2 separate regions of the Mus musculus genome follow, and region 2 is linked to region 1. A link is a contact called in public Hi-C data. All regions are on one chromosome and are shown on one strand. The core of a region is the stretch at or near the end of the contact, and the rest is flanking DNA. Distances in the headings are between cores, read along the strand shown.

The links. Hi-C and Micro-C count contacts between places; a contact is called where the count stands out from the background.
Region 2: a Hi-C map of cerebellum shows a contact between it and region 1, with 2.2 times the contacts expected there. The contact joins two enhancer-like sites. A contact is called at or near these places in 4 of 39 promoter capture datasets (liver, pre-B cells and stem cell-derived epiblast-like cells), 1 of 15 datasets of contacts at CTCF or cohesin (large pre-B cells), 17 of 484 Hi-C or Micro-C datasets (the AML12 cell line, the Ba/F3 cell line, the G1E-ER4 cell line and 12 more) and 4 of 115 datasets of contacts at active chromatin or transcription factors (bone marrow-derived macrophages, embryonic stem cells and large pre-B cells).

What each region holds. Positions count from the first base shown.
Region 1 is chr7:80,000,310-80,006,825 of GRCm38.p6, forward strand. No RefSeq gene overlaps it. Among named protein-coding and RNA genes, the nearest start is that of Zfp710, 23 kb to the right of the region's middle. Within about 2 kb of position 2,247, at least 5 of the 459 cell types and tissues checked have an H3K27ac peak or open chromatin away from gene starts, as enhancers often do. A contact at or near this core is called in cerebellum, where this site is marked.
Region 2 is chr7:80,210,589-80,217,795 of GRCm38.p6, forward strand. It overlaps Sema4b (sema domain, immunoglobulin domain (Ig), transmembrane domain (TM) and short cytoplasmic domain, (semaphorin) 4B), which reads left to right. Exons shown (of 14, transcript NM_001360135.2): 2 at 2,208-2,371; 3 at 2,675-2,737; 4 at 5,036-5,134; 5 at 5,741-5,852; 6 at 6,142-6,255; 7 at 6,360-6,511. Among named protein-coding and RNA genes, the nearest start is that of Sema4b, 16 kb to the left of the region's middle. Within about 2 kb of position 4,968, at least 112 of the 459 cell types and tissues checked have an H3K27ac peak or open chromatin away from gene starts, as enhancers often do. A contact at or near this core is called in cerebellum, where this site is marked.

The sequences.
Region 1 (6,516 bases), core at 997-3,496:
GTCTAGACCTTTGATCACCTCCCTACCTTGACAGCTGGGTTGACTGTTCAAGAAGCTGGTTGACTTCTGTTTCGGGAGGCAGGACGGGTTCTGGTCTGCTTGGCCTGGCTCCCTAGGCTCCGTGTTTCTGCCTGAGGCTGTCTTTGCTTCCCTGCAGAACTGTCTGGGTTTCAGGATGGAAGCCAGTTGACAGCTCCTTCTCGAGTGTCTGCTGGAACCCCGGGAACATATGTGGCACGTCTATTTGGAGGCACAGAGGAGACTAGAGCTCAGACTATTTCAAAACAGTTTCTTTCTCTTCAGTGAGATGCATGCAAAGCACTCATCTTCCAAAGAGGAAGAGGAGACAGAGCATAAAGTCAACACGGGGACCCACAAATTGGCCGTGGGGCTCCCTCAGGTAGGAGCATGTGGATGCTAGAGAGGGAAAACCAGGGAAAGATCTTGAGATTGCAAGCAACAGAAAACCCAAGCCAAACTAGCTAAAGCAAGAACACATACTGATTAACAGAGTGGAAAACCCGGGAGCAGATCCACCTTCAGGTGTAGCTTGATCAAGAGGTCAAGGAAGCTCCAAGTCTCTACCTTCTCAGTTCTGCCTTCTCTTTTAAAACAAGATGGCTGCTGTATTAAGTTCTATTTCATCAAGTGACCCAAACACCTGACACAGCATCTCCAAGGAGGAGCCTTGTTTGGGCTCATAGATTCAGAGGGTTCTATCTATGGATGCTTGGGGAAAGCACCAACCCCACCCCCATCCGCATCCCACCCCTGCTGCCAAAGGGACGGCTCACTTCCTTTGGGGTAGGGTTCTCATTTTCAGGTTTCCAGAACCTCCTAAAACAGCGCCACAAGCTAGGGACCAAGTATTCAACATATGAGCCTGGAGGGATATTTCATAATTAAGCTTTATCTCCTCTTAGGAAAAAAGAGCATGTGTTCCCAATAAGCGAGCTTCACTGGCTCTAAGTGGCTCAATATGAACCAGGAACATGTGATGTCAGCTAAACATGTAAGCACATGCATGTGGTCCCAGCGCTTGGGAGGTGGGGAACCAGGCATTCAGGGTCATCTGTGGGGTTTAAGGCCAGGCTGGGCTATATGAGACCTTATCTCAAAAGAGAGAGGGGGAAGGAAGAGGAGGAGGAGGGAGAAGGAGAAGAGGGGAGGGGAGGGGAGGGGAGGGGAGGGGAGGGGAGGGGAGGGGAGAGGGGAGGGGAGGGGAGGGGAGGGGAGGGAGGGACAAAAAGAAAAGAAAATGTGGCTCTTTTAATCTGGGTACCTATGGCACCAGTGTCACAGGCTTGGGGAGGGGGGGCAAATGAAGGGACTTGTTCTCAGACAGTAGTGAGATACCTTACAAGAAGCAGGATCAGCCAGGCCCGAGAAGACAGTTCTGGAACTCTGGCTACTTGAGAGGCTGAGGCAGGAGGATCACAAGTTAAAGGCCTGCCTGAACAGAATGAGTTCAAGGCTAGTCTGGTCAACTTATCAAACCCTATCTCAAAATAAAAAGTGAAAAGAGGCCTGGGGTTGTAGGCCAGTGGAAGAGTGCTTGCCTAGCGTGAGGCTGTAGGTTCGTTTCTCTCTCACCTGCCTTCCTACATCAGACATGCCCACAGCAGCAGAAAGGATGCAGGGTGGGGTGTGAGAGATTGAAGATGAGAATGGGGGAACAAGGAGAGACAAAGAAGGCTGGAGGAAGGCATGTAACAGGAAGGACTCCACATGGGATTAAAAGAAAAGTGACCAGGGGCTACAGAGATGGCTCCATGGCTAAGAGCACTGGCTACTCTTCCAGACGTCACAGGTTCAATTCCCAGCACCCACATGGCAGCTCACAACTATCTGTTAACTCCAGTTCCATGGAATCTGACACTCTCACACAGACATATGTTCATAAAAGTGAATAAATCTTTTTTTTAAAAAAAGCAAAATGACAAATAGGTTCTAGAGAGGGTACACTCAAAAATTTCACTTGTTAATCTATTTGGAAGTCAATACAGTTTACCTGAGTGTGGTGGGGGTGGAGAGAGGAGGCAGGTTTTCATTGTAAATATTGCAGGCTAGTCTGAAGAAATATTATTTCATCTGCAATATAGTAGAGATACTAGATATTTGCAATGAAAAATAGAAATCAAAATGTACTAGGCCGGGTGACACGTCACAAAGCCACTGGGTGGGCAAGCTTGTCTGTATTGGTTTGGAACGCTGGTGCTCCAGAGAAAGCAAGCTTAATTAACGAGCACGGGCTGGCAGATGGAGGCTCCGGTGGGGACCTGGAGGGGGCTTCGGAGCATTTCCAAGGCCTCAGAGTTTGACAGCAGGCCTCTCCATTATGTAGAATTTTCCTTCCTATGTTGTGGTTTCCCTTTCTCTTGGTAGAGATGAATCTAGAGCGTTCCTTCCTCATGTCTTCTCTTCACAGATGCACAAAGGAGATGGTGACTCTTTGCCACCTCACCGTGACTCCTGTCATCGTGACTCACAAATGCCATCCCTGGAAGGGAGAGGAGGGTAGGAGGCTGTCCCACAGCTCCTGAGCTAAAAGTGGATTCCTAGGTGGCAGGAGAGGGGCAGAGGTCCAGGAGAGCTTTGTGGATCATGAATTGGCCAGATGGAAAGTGTTGTTTTTTTCAGGGGAATGGCCCGTTGTCTCCCTGAGGAAGCTGTAATGCCCTCCTGATGTAAAAGATGTCCACCTGGGCAGTGAGGGTGCACAGCTTTAATCTCAGCACTTGGGAGGTAGACCAGACAGATCTCTGTGAGTTCAAGGTCAGCCTGGTCTTCAAAGAGAGTTCCAGGACTACACAGAGAAACCTTGTCTTGAACACCACCCCTCCCCTGCCAAAAAAGACCCCCCCAAATCAAAACCCAATCAAAGGGGGGTGATAATAGGGGTATTAGTTTAATAGTAGGTCACTCGCTTATCATATTCAAGGCCCTATCTAGATTCGCAGTGTTTTAAAAAAGAAAAAGAGGGGCTGGAGAGAGAGCTCAGTGGTTAAGAACACTGACTGCTCTCCAGGAAGACCGAGTTCAATTCCCAGCACTCCCAAAGCAGCTCACAGCGATCTGTAACTCCAAGATCTGACACCCTCCCCTAGACATACAAGCAGGCAAAACACCAATGCACATAAAATATAAATAAACCAACCAACCAACCAACAAACAAACAAAAAGAGGGGCTGGAGAGATGGCTCCGTGATTAAGAACATTGACTGCAGCCGGGCGTGGTGGCACATGCCTTTAATCCCAGCACTCGGGAGGCAGAGGCAGGTGGATTTCTGAGTTCAAGGCTAGCCTGGTCTACAAAGTGAGTTCCAGGACAGCCAGGGCTATACAGAGAAACCCTGTCTCGAAAAACAAAACAAAAAAAAGAACATTGACTGCTCTTCCAGAGAGGTCCCGAGTTTAATTCCCAGGAACCATATGGCGGCTCACAACCATCAGTAATGGGATCCAATTCCCTCTTTTGGTGTGTGTCTGAAGACAGTAACAGCAACAGTATACTCACATACATGAAATAAATAAATCTTTAAAAGAATGAAATAAAAAAAAAAAAGAAAACAGAAAGTGGGGGTGAGCTTTGATCTAGAAAGAAGTTATTTACACTTACATTTAGTCAAAACACCACTGGTGTGAGAGGATGTTTGTGTGTGTGTGTGTGTCTCTGTGTGTGTGTCTGTGTGTGCACACACTCTCAGCTGCATGTGCTCCTGTGTAGGCTATAGACTGACTTAGGGTATCTTCTCCTATCGCTCTCCACCTTTTTTTTTAAACAGAGTCTCTTGCTGATGCCAGAGCTAACAGGTTTAAGTAACTCTTGATATTTATCTCCACCCCTACCCCAGTCCTAAAGGGATGGGCCAGCACCACCTTGTCCAGCCAGCACTAACACGGGGTGCTGGGGATCTGAAGCTGAACCTCGTGTTTCCATAGCAGACACTGAACCCAGAGAGAATATTTTCTTTTTTTTTTTTTTTTTAAAGATTTATTTATTTATTACATGTAAGTACACTGTAGCTGTCTTCAGACACTCCAGAAGAGGGAGTCAGATCTCCTTACAGATGGTTGTGAGCCACCATGTGGTTGCTGGGATTTGAACTCCGGACCTCTGGAAGAGCAGTCGGGTGCTCTTACCCACTGAGCCATCTCACCAGCCCCGAGAATATTTTCAAAAGCTTGAGTCTAGGGCTGGGGTAGTGGCTTAGTTGGTAGGACATTTGCCTAGCATGTACAGTTTCCACTACCACAGAAACAGGTCAGGGTGGCACACAAGTGTCATCCCAGCACTTGGGGGCTGAAGGCAGAAAGATCAGAAGTTCAAGGCCAGCCTGGACTGCTTGAAACCACCAAAAATAAGTAAAGAAAAGAGAGATGGATGGATAGTCTGACTTCTGAGCCCGTACTTAAAATAGTTCCAGTCTGTTAAAGGGAGGAAGGAGACGGGGGCTGGCCCTGGCTGAGAAGCAGAGGGGGTCTTACTCGGGCTACAGCTTCAAAGGGGAAACAAGAATTAGTCCTGGATGCTAAAGAGCATGGAGACGGGGGGGGGGGGGGGGGGGGCAGGCTTTCAGGTGGTTCCGCATGGTCACTGGGACTATTGAATGAAGGCCAGTGTGAGGCAGGCTTGGCGCAGAAGCTGGCAGGGGCTGGGAACTGTTTTACACAAGCGATTCATCAGGAGAGTATCCAGGTGAGGTGGGCCGGCAGCCACGAGCCACACAATTCAAATCTCATGAGTCCTTAGCCACTGCTGAGGCAGACGCTGGAGAATGGCAGTTCTCCTCCAGTAGCAAGACCTGTGTGGTACCTAAGCCTTAAATATAGCAGCTCTCGAGGGATCCTGCTCTTAACAGACCTTTAGAAAGAGAAACAGACTTCAAGAGGTTCCACGATTCCCATGGATCTGGGGTTTAAATCCTGGTTGACTGGAAATGGAGAGCTGAGCCTCCTTCTGCGGTCGGTTTGCTCTGTGTGAGCAAACAGTAGGGATCTGTGCAGCCTAAGAGAAGGTGCCAGTCTCCAGGGCTTCCACCCACTGCAAGCCGACCTGTCAGGCTGGCTCGGTGGCTCGGCGGGCGGCTCGGCAGGTAAAGGTGTTTGCTGCCAAGCCTGACAACATCGTTTAAATGCTCTGGAACTCACGTGGTGGAAAGAGAAAATCAACTCCAGGTTTTCCTCACACACCCTTTGGTACTTCACACACACACACACACACACACACACACACACACACACACACACGCACGCACATTTCTTAAAACCCCATTTGTCAGCCAGGCTTTGTGGTGCACACCTGTGATCCCAGCACTCCAGAAGCTGATGGTCAGTAGTTTAAGGCCAGTTTGACAGACACAAGATGAATGAATGAATGAATGAATGAATGAATACCTAAGTAAGTAAATCCCAAGGCTCATCTTCCCTTCATGCCTTCTGGATATCAAGGAGGCCACAAGGTCAATCTTTTCCTGGAGGTGACACCTGTCTGGGGGTGCTGGACAGTGAACTCCGAGTTTTGCCTGCGGTTCCCCAGTGCACCCCTGTTACAGGAAGGCCAGGGAAGTGAGGGACAGGCTACAGGAGGAACAGCCACAGCCCTGGCGGCTTCTCTACTTAGAAGGATGTGGGCAGGGGACTCCCTCTGCCACTGCCCCCTTGCCTCTCCCCTCTGGTCTGGGAGAATTTCTCAGGTATGGTGGGTGCTACCGCCCAGATGAGATGGGGGAAGGACAGCAAACAGCTACAGCTTCTCCTGACCTTGTGTTCACGCAAACTTCTCTTCATTTTGTTTTATTTTTTTTATTGGGGGCTGGGGTGGGAGGTATTGAGCTAGGTTTTTTAAATGTAATGGTCCTGACTGTCCTGGAATTTGATTTGTAGACCAGGCTGGACCTCGATCTCACAGAGATCTGCCAGCCTCTGCATGTTCTGGGGATGGTCTAAATGACCTGGCGTGAGACATTTTCTAGAATTTTCTCTTGAGTAACCTGTCTTTTTTTTAAATTCATATATTATATATTACATGATATATATGTGTGTGTATATATATACATATATATATACACACACACACATATATATACACATATATATATATATGTATGTATGCTAACCTGCATCTAATAAAAAATAGTTTTAGAAATATTTAAGGGCTGGAGAGATGGCTCAGTGGTTAAGAGCACTGACTGCTCCTCCAAAAGTCCTGAGTTCAAATCCCAGCAACCACATGGTGGCTCACAACCATCTGTAATGAGATCTCATTCCCTCTTCTGGTGCATCTGAAGACAGCTACAGTGTACTTAGATATAATAATAATAATAAAAAATTAAGGTAGTCTGCCTTTCTGCTTGTCTTGGAACTTTTTCTTCTGGGCTTTTGAGAGAGTTTCATGTAGCTCAGGGTGGCCCCAAATTCATCTGTAATTGGATCTGGCCTGTAAGTCCTGGTCCTCTGGCCTCTACACACCAAGCCCTGAGGTTACACGCCTACCTTACCACACCCACATGACCA
Region 2 (7,207 bases), core at 3,718-6,217, 210 kb after region 1:
CGGGGTCACTGCAGCGGGTCTGGGTCGTTTCCCCACAAAGTGAAATAATCTGCCCAGACCTTCTGCAACCTTCACTTTTGCTTAGTGATAAATAATTATTATCTCTTAATAATTACATCTTCTGCAACAATGAGTAGGTCCTAAAATTTTCTCATTGTACTGTGTGTGTGTGGGGTATGTATGTATGTATGTATGTATGAATGTATGTATGTATAAATGCATGAATGCTGACCAGATGGCTCAGTGGGCAAAGGCACTGTTGTTGCCAAGCCTGATAATCTGAATTCAATCCCTAGGACTCCTGCGGTAGAAGAGAGCACCGATTCCCAGAAGTTGCCCTCTGATCTCCACACACTCACACACTCTTTTAAATGTTAAGCAGGAAAAACTTTGCTGTAAGAACTGACATTGTCAGCCATTGCATTCTGTGCCCTGTTCTCTGGGTCACTGAGCGTTCCCACCTGCCAGTGTTCCTCTTGATGCTGTCATGAGAGCCTCACAACATGAGATGCTCACACCACCTTTTCTGTCTTGTCTCTTGCCTCTCCACTTGCTGCAGGGACATATGAAGCTCTTTGTCCCCCTCACCCGTCCCTACATGCTCTGTGCTTTCCCTCCTTTGCCACTTAAAATAATACCCTGCCTGGGCATGCTAATGCATGCTTGTCACCCAGCACCCAAGAGGCTGAGGCAGGAGAATCATGATTTTGAGACTAGTCTGGGCTATGTAACAGAGCTGTCTCCAAAAAAAAAAAAAAAGCGAACTCCGTTTGGGCTAGGGTTATATACTTCACAGTGGCCTAGGCTGGGTGTCAGCTACAATCAAATTAGCAGTACACTTTTTTTTTTTTAATTAGCAATACACTTACAATACCCTTTAACATTTTACTTCCAATGTCTAATGTAATCCTTACTTGTGTGTATCTGACATACAGGCATGTGTGCTGTTGGGGACCAAACCCAGGCCCTTACATGTTAGGCAAGCACGTACTGTGCCACACCCTGAGCCCCGTTAGCCTAGTACAGCGTAGTGTGACCCACTTAGCTCCCAGGAGGGACAGCAGAGTCTCATTCCTACCCCATCCACCCCCAGCACTCCCCCCCCCCCCCCAGCATGCGGGCTGTCTGTGGCACAGTCAGGTATTGAGGACCAGGCCAATGTTTAGTGACACTGTCTCCCTGAGAGCTGGGGGCTCTGGCTGGAGGCAGGATCAGGGGAGGGAGAGGGCCGCCTTTGCATGCCTTTTCTTTGGATCAGATGCTGGGCGAAGGAGGATGTTAAATGTGTCAGCCTTTCTTCTCTTCACTACAGCTGTTTGTATGTGTGCATGCATACTGCCATAACACTCACGAGGGGTAGGGTGACAGCTTGTGGGAATCACTCTCTTCTACCATGCGGATCCTGGGTATTGAACTCAGGTGGTCAGGCTTGGTGGCCAACACCTTTACCCACTGGGCTACCTGCCTGTCCTTTTGTAATTGTTACCCATGACTTTACATTTTAATTTGCTTCATATTTTTTGGCCCTTTCTCTACCTCTTAAAACTGTGTCTCACTTAAGTAATCCCAGATTGGGCTGAAACTTCTAATTCCTCTGCCTCATCCTTCCATGTGCTGGGATTGCAGGCGTGTACCATCACACATAGCAAGACTATATATCTCTTATACAACTATATCTGCTATTTTCTGGAGTTTCTAATCTATGTTGTTTCTGCACGCTGGGTTATATCCCATTGAATGGACTCATAGTCTGCTCTCCCCCACCGTGGGCTCTCAGGTATAGAATTTTTTTTTAAGATTTATTTATTTTTATTATGTATATGAGCAAACTGTAGCTGTCTTCAGACACACCAGAAGAGGGCATCAGATCCCATTACAGATGGTTGTGAGCCACCATGTGGCTGCTGGGAATTGAACTCAGGACCTCTGGAAGAGTAGTCAGTGCTCTTAACCACTGAGCCATCTCTCCAGCCCAGTTTCTACTTTTTCACTCCTGTGAATGGAGCTGTAATTAATTTCCTTTTCCATGAACTTCAGTGCGTTTCTTTTTTATGTCTGAGTGTCAGGAGTGATGCTCTTTTTAATAACCAACCTATTGCCCCAGGTTCATGCCACTAACTGTCCTGCAGATCTCCCTTAGACTAGATGCAGTTATCCTAAAACGAATGGAAAAGGCCATTCTCAAGCATGCTGACTTCTCTCCCCAGGCTCTGAAGAAAGGCTGATTAGAAAATTTGAAGCTGAAAACATCTCCAACTACACGGCCCTTCTGCTGAGCCAGGATGGCAAGACGCTGTATGTGGGGGCCCGAGAGGCCCTCTTTGCACTTAACAGCAACCTCAGCTTCTTGCCAGGCGGGGAGTACCAAGAGGTGAGAGACATCTGAGGATGGCTAGGGGTGTGTGTTTGTGTGTGTGTGTGTCTGTGTGTGTGTCTGTGGTGTGTGTGGTGTGTATGTCAGGGAGAGGTGTGTGTGTGTGTGTGTGTGTGTTAGTGTGTGTCAAGGAGAGGTATGTGTGAGTCTGTGTATGTGTGTGTGTGTGTGTATGTGTGTGTGTGTGTGTGTTTGGGAAGCTGGCCTGCTGGTCAGGATGCTCTGGACGGGACAGGACAGGAGTGTGGCTCTGTACACCCTCTGTGCCCTTGCACACCTATTTCCCTCCTCCTTCCACAGCTGCTGTGGAGTGCAGATGCTGACAGGAAGCAGCAGTGCAGCTTCAAGGGCAAGGACCCAAAGGTGAGACTGAGGGATCTGGGCAGAACACTGAGCAGATATGGCTGTTATGGGAAGGACACAGTCTGGACATCGCCAGCACTGGGCTTCAGCCCCAGCCCCAGCCCCAGCCCCAGCCCTGTCCTCTATGTGATCCTGGATAAATAGATTCATCTGGTCACCCCTTGGTTTTCTCACCTGTAAGATGGGAATAGTATGCCTATATCCCTGGATAAACCAGTGCATCCAGGGCTCCTGTCCCATTAGCGTTAGCACCAACATGAACCTGGTGAGGTGGTGACAGTGTCTGTAAAGGGTCTCTAGTGGACAGATAAGTCTGGCAGATTCTAGTTTGATTTCAGCCAAGACATTAGATGGTATCCAGCCCAGTCCAGAGTTCTCTTGTAGGACTTGCTGCCATTCTCAGAGGCCTCCCCATCCATACACGCTTTAATCTGGAACAGTCAGCAAGTACTTGTTGGCAGTGTGGGGTGAACACGGTGCCTCTGGCAAGCTAGACAAGTGCTCTGGCCGTGAGACGCGCCTCAGCCCCTCTTCAGCACTTGGTCCTTGCTGTTAGCTACTAGAGACATTATGAAAAAGTAAAACCATGCTGTAATCCCAGAACGTGGGCAGGAGGGTTAGGAGTTCGGGGCCACCCTGGACTACATAGAAGATTGATGGACTGGACTCCATGACATCATTTCAAAAAGCTAAAAAATGAAAGAAAAACCAATGAAAAATCAGTTTATAAGGTGGTCATGAAAAAAAAAAAGAGAAAGAAAGAAAGACAGACAGACAGACAGACAGACAATACCAGGGCTGGAGAGATGGTTCAGCAGGTATGAATATGGGCTGCTCTTCTAGAGGATCAGCCTGTTTCCCAGTACCCACATGGCAGATCATGACCTTCTGTAGCTCCAGTCCCCAGGGACCCGATACCCTCTCTGGCCTCCATGGGCACCTGGCACAAAAGAGGTGCACACATCAATGCAGGCAAAACACTCATACACATAAAATAAACAAGAATGAAAGCAGCTGGGTGGTGGTGCCACACACCTTTAATCTCAGTGCTCTAGAGGCAGAGGCAGGTTCTCTGTGAGTTCAAGGCCAGCCTGGTGTACGGAGTGAATTCCAGGACAGCAAAAACTACACAGAAAAACACTGTCTTTAAAAGACCAAAAAAGACAGACAGACAGACATTTATATAGTGCAAAGACTATTTAGAGGAAGGTAAGGAACTGGACCGTGACATACCCAGACACTAAGCAGGACTTTGGGTTTCACTCTGAGTGAATGAATCGTTTTGGAAACCAGTAGAAAGCTTAGCAGAGAAGCGGCATGGCCGTGTGGTTTTGTACTGTTTTGTGGAACTTCCGATTAATCCCAGGGTCTCACGAGTTAGACAAGTGCTAAACCACTGAGCCACATCCCTGACCCTCTGCTTCTGAGGCAGGTTCTCTCTGTCACCTAGACTGGCCTTTTCACCCAGACTGGACTGGAACTTGGGATCCTCTTCATTCAGCCCCCCCCCGAGTAGCTGGAAATAGAGACGTGCCACCAGGCCTGTCTTGCCTGTGTTCTAAAAGGCTGTCCTTGAGCCAGGCATGCTTGTGTCTCCTTGTAATTCTAGTACTTGTAAGGCAGAGGATTATTCATTCCAGGTGAGCCTGGGCTGTGTGGTGAGACTGTCATAAATAAAAATAAACAAATGGGCCCCGTTGTGTTGATGATAAGTGTCCTCTCTGGAATTGAACACAAGGGAGACCATTGTGGCTCAGGCAGTGACAGTGCCTTAGTCAGGGCACCATCCAAAAAGGGGTGAGAAATGATCAGATTCTGGGTTTTTGTTCATTGAAGGTTTAGCATCCAGGAAGGTGTGGCATTTGAGAGACAGCCAGGCCACGGCCTGCCACTGGAAAGATGGAAAAACTTCAGTGGGTCTTGGGGTGTTGGTGGCACCAATTTGGCAGTTCCTATCAGACACCTTGTAGAGGTGGAGTTTGTGCCAGGAGTTCAGGGCTGAGCAATTCCTCCTGCTTTACCGCCTGTCTCCCCCCTGGGTTAGAGAAGACTCTCAAGAGGATTAAGACACTCTGAAAGGTGGGATTACCCCCTCTAGGGTGCCTTTCACCTCAGAGAAGGAGTATTAGCCAATCTGGAAGCTAACTGAGCCCCAGTGCAGACCCTGCTTAAGCTCTGCCAGCCAGCTCCCGGCCCAGAGCTCCAGGTTTCTTTTGTTCTGCCTTAGGTCTGGGGAGGAGGCCTCAGCCCTGCCCCCTAGTGGCATATGTGGACCTGACATACTCTCCTTCCCCACAGCGTGACTGTCAAAACTACATCAAGATCCTCCTGCCACTCAACAGCAGCCACCTGCTCACCTGTGGCACGGCCGCCTTCAGCCCCCTGTGTGCTTACATTGTAAGTTCCCTCCTCTACCCTGGGGCTTGGCTGCCTGGGGCACAGCCTTTCTGCCAGAGGAACTCTTCCCTAGCCCTGATTCCTGGTGAAGGAGGACCCTGGGGGCAGGCTTCTAGGTAGCAGTAGGCCCTTGAGACCCGTGAGCCCATCATCCTGGCTGCTTCCCAGGTCCTACTAGGTCTCCCTGCCGGGGCAGGGAGGGGTGCATGCAGCCACCTTGCCTAGAGAGCCTGACTGACTTCCAATTTGCTGCCCACTGGTTTCTTTCCCTTGCTGTGCTTGGTGCCCCAGGTCATCTTGTGCACCCTTCAGCGTATGCCCGCCCTGTGTTCCTACCCCATCCCCTAACATGCTCTAGCAGAGGGTGGCATTAATGCTGTTGCGGAACACGGGGCTTGGAGTCAGAAATTTCTGGGTTTGCATTGCATTGCTCTCCCTGGCTCCAGGACTATTTTCCACGCTACATCTCTTCCCTGTTCGCTGGGGAATAGTGCCCACTGCACACACTCCTTCGCGTAGACCCTGGGGTAAGGAGACGTACTTTAGAACCTGTGCACTTCCTTGTTCCGTGTCTTGGTCCTGAGCTACTTGTCTACTCCTCCACAGCACATAGCGAGCTTTACTTTAGCCCAAGATGAGGCCGGCAATGTCATTCTGGAGGATGGCAAGGGTCGTTGTCCCTTTGACCCCAACTTCAAGTCCACGGCTCTGGTGGTTGGTAAGTGGTGTCACAGGCTGGGTGCTTTTGTGCTCCGTGGAAGATACCCAGGGCAGGAGGACCGAATCTGGGGTGTGTCTGGGCTCTGGGCAGTGTGGGTCCCAGAGGTAAGGTGGTGTCCCCATGCTGTGCTGGTTCCCAGAGGGTATCGAGTGACCCTGGGCTGCCCTCTTCCAAGTCCCTGCTTCCGTCTAGGCAGGATGGATGGCGCTGCGGTCACTCTGGGCCCTGAGCAGGGCACAGGGACTGGGCCAAAGGAGCCATTCCCATGGGAACATTCTCTTGGCAGATGGTGAGCTGTACACTGGAACAGTCAGTAGCTTCCAGGGAAACGACCCAGCCATTTCCCGGAGCCAGAGTTCCCGCCCCACCAAGACTGAGAGCTCCCTCAACTGGCTACAAGGTGGAGTTCTGCCTTGGCCCACTGAGCAGTTGCCTAACCCTTGGGAGGGGATGCTGTCCCCGAGGTTCCTGGCCTGACTGTGTCTCCTCCCCTGGCCTCTGCAGACCCTGCCTTTGTGGCCTCGGCCTACGTCCCCGAGAGCCTGGGCAGCCCCATAGGTGATGATGATAAGATCTACTTCTTCTTCAGCGAGACGGGCCAGGAGTTTGAGTTCTTTGAGAACACCATCGTGTCCCGAGTTGCCCGAGTCTGTAAGGTGAGTGGGAGGGCGCAGGGTCATCCACCCAAGGTGCACCCACATCTGTCACCTTCCAGAACCAGTCCCCAGGGAGTTGCAGCCCAAAACCAGTCTGTGGCTCCTCTTCCTTCTCATCCTTGCCTTGAATCTGGAGTGTCTGGGCTCTGGACAGTGTGTCCCGGGGCTGAGCTGGCGTCTCCATGCTACACTGCTGTCCTCTTTTGTTTTTTGTTTTTGTTTGGTTTTTCAAGACAGAGTTTCTCTGTGTAGCCCCGGCTGTCCTGGAACTTACTCTGTAGACCAGGCTGGCCTCAAGCTCAGAGATCTGCCGCCTCTGCCTCCTGAGTGCTAGGAGTAAAGGTGTGCACCAGCACTGCCTGGCTTCTTTTGTTTTTGTTTTTGTTTTTGAGACAAAGTTTCACTATATAGTTTTGGCCATCATGGGACTCACTCTATAGACCAGGCTGGCCTCAAACTCACAAAGATCCGTTTGCCTCTGCTTCCCAAGTGCTGGGATTAAAGGAGGGTACCAACACTCCTGGTTGTCCTCTCTTCTTTTAATTGAGAAAATCTCACATTGAAGGTAGGTGTGAAGGCGCATACTCCAAATCCTGACACTCAGGGAGCCGGGGAGTGGAGGTCTCAAGTTTAAGGCCATCCTGGATAACTTAGCAAGGTCCTGTCTTTTTTTTTTTTTTTCATTTTTTCCTTTTG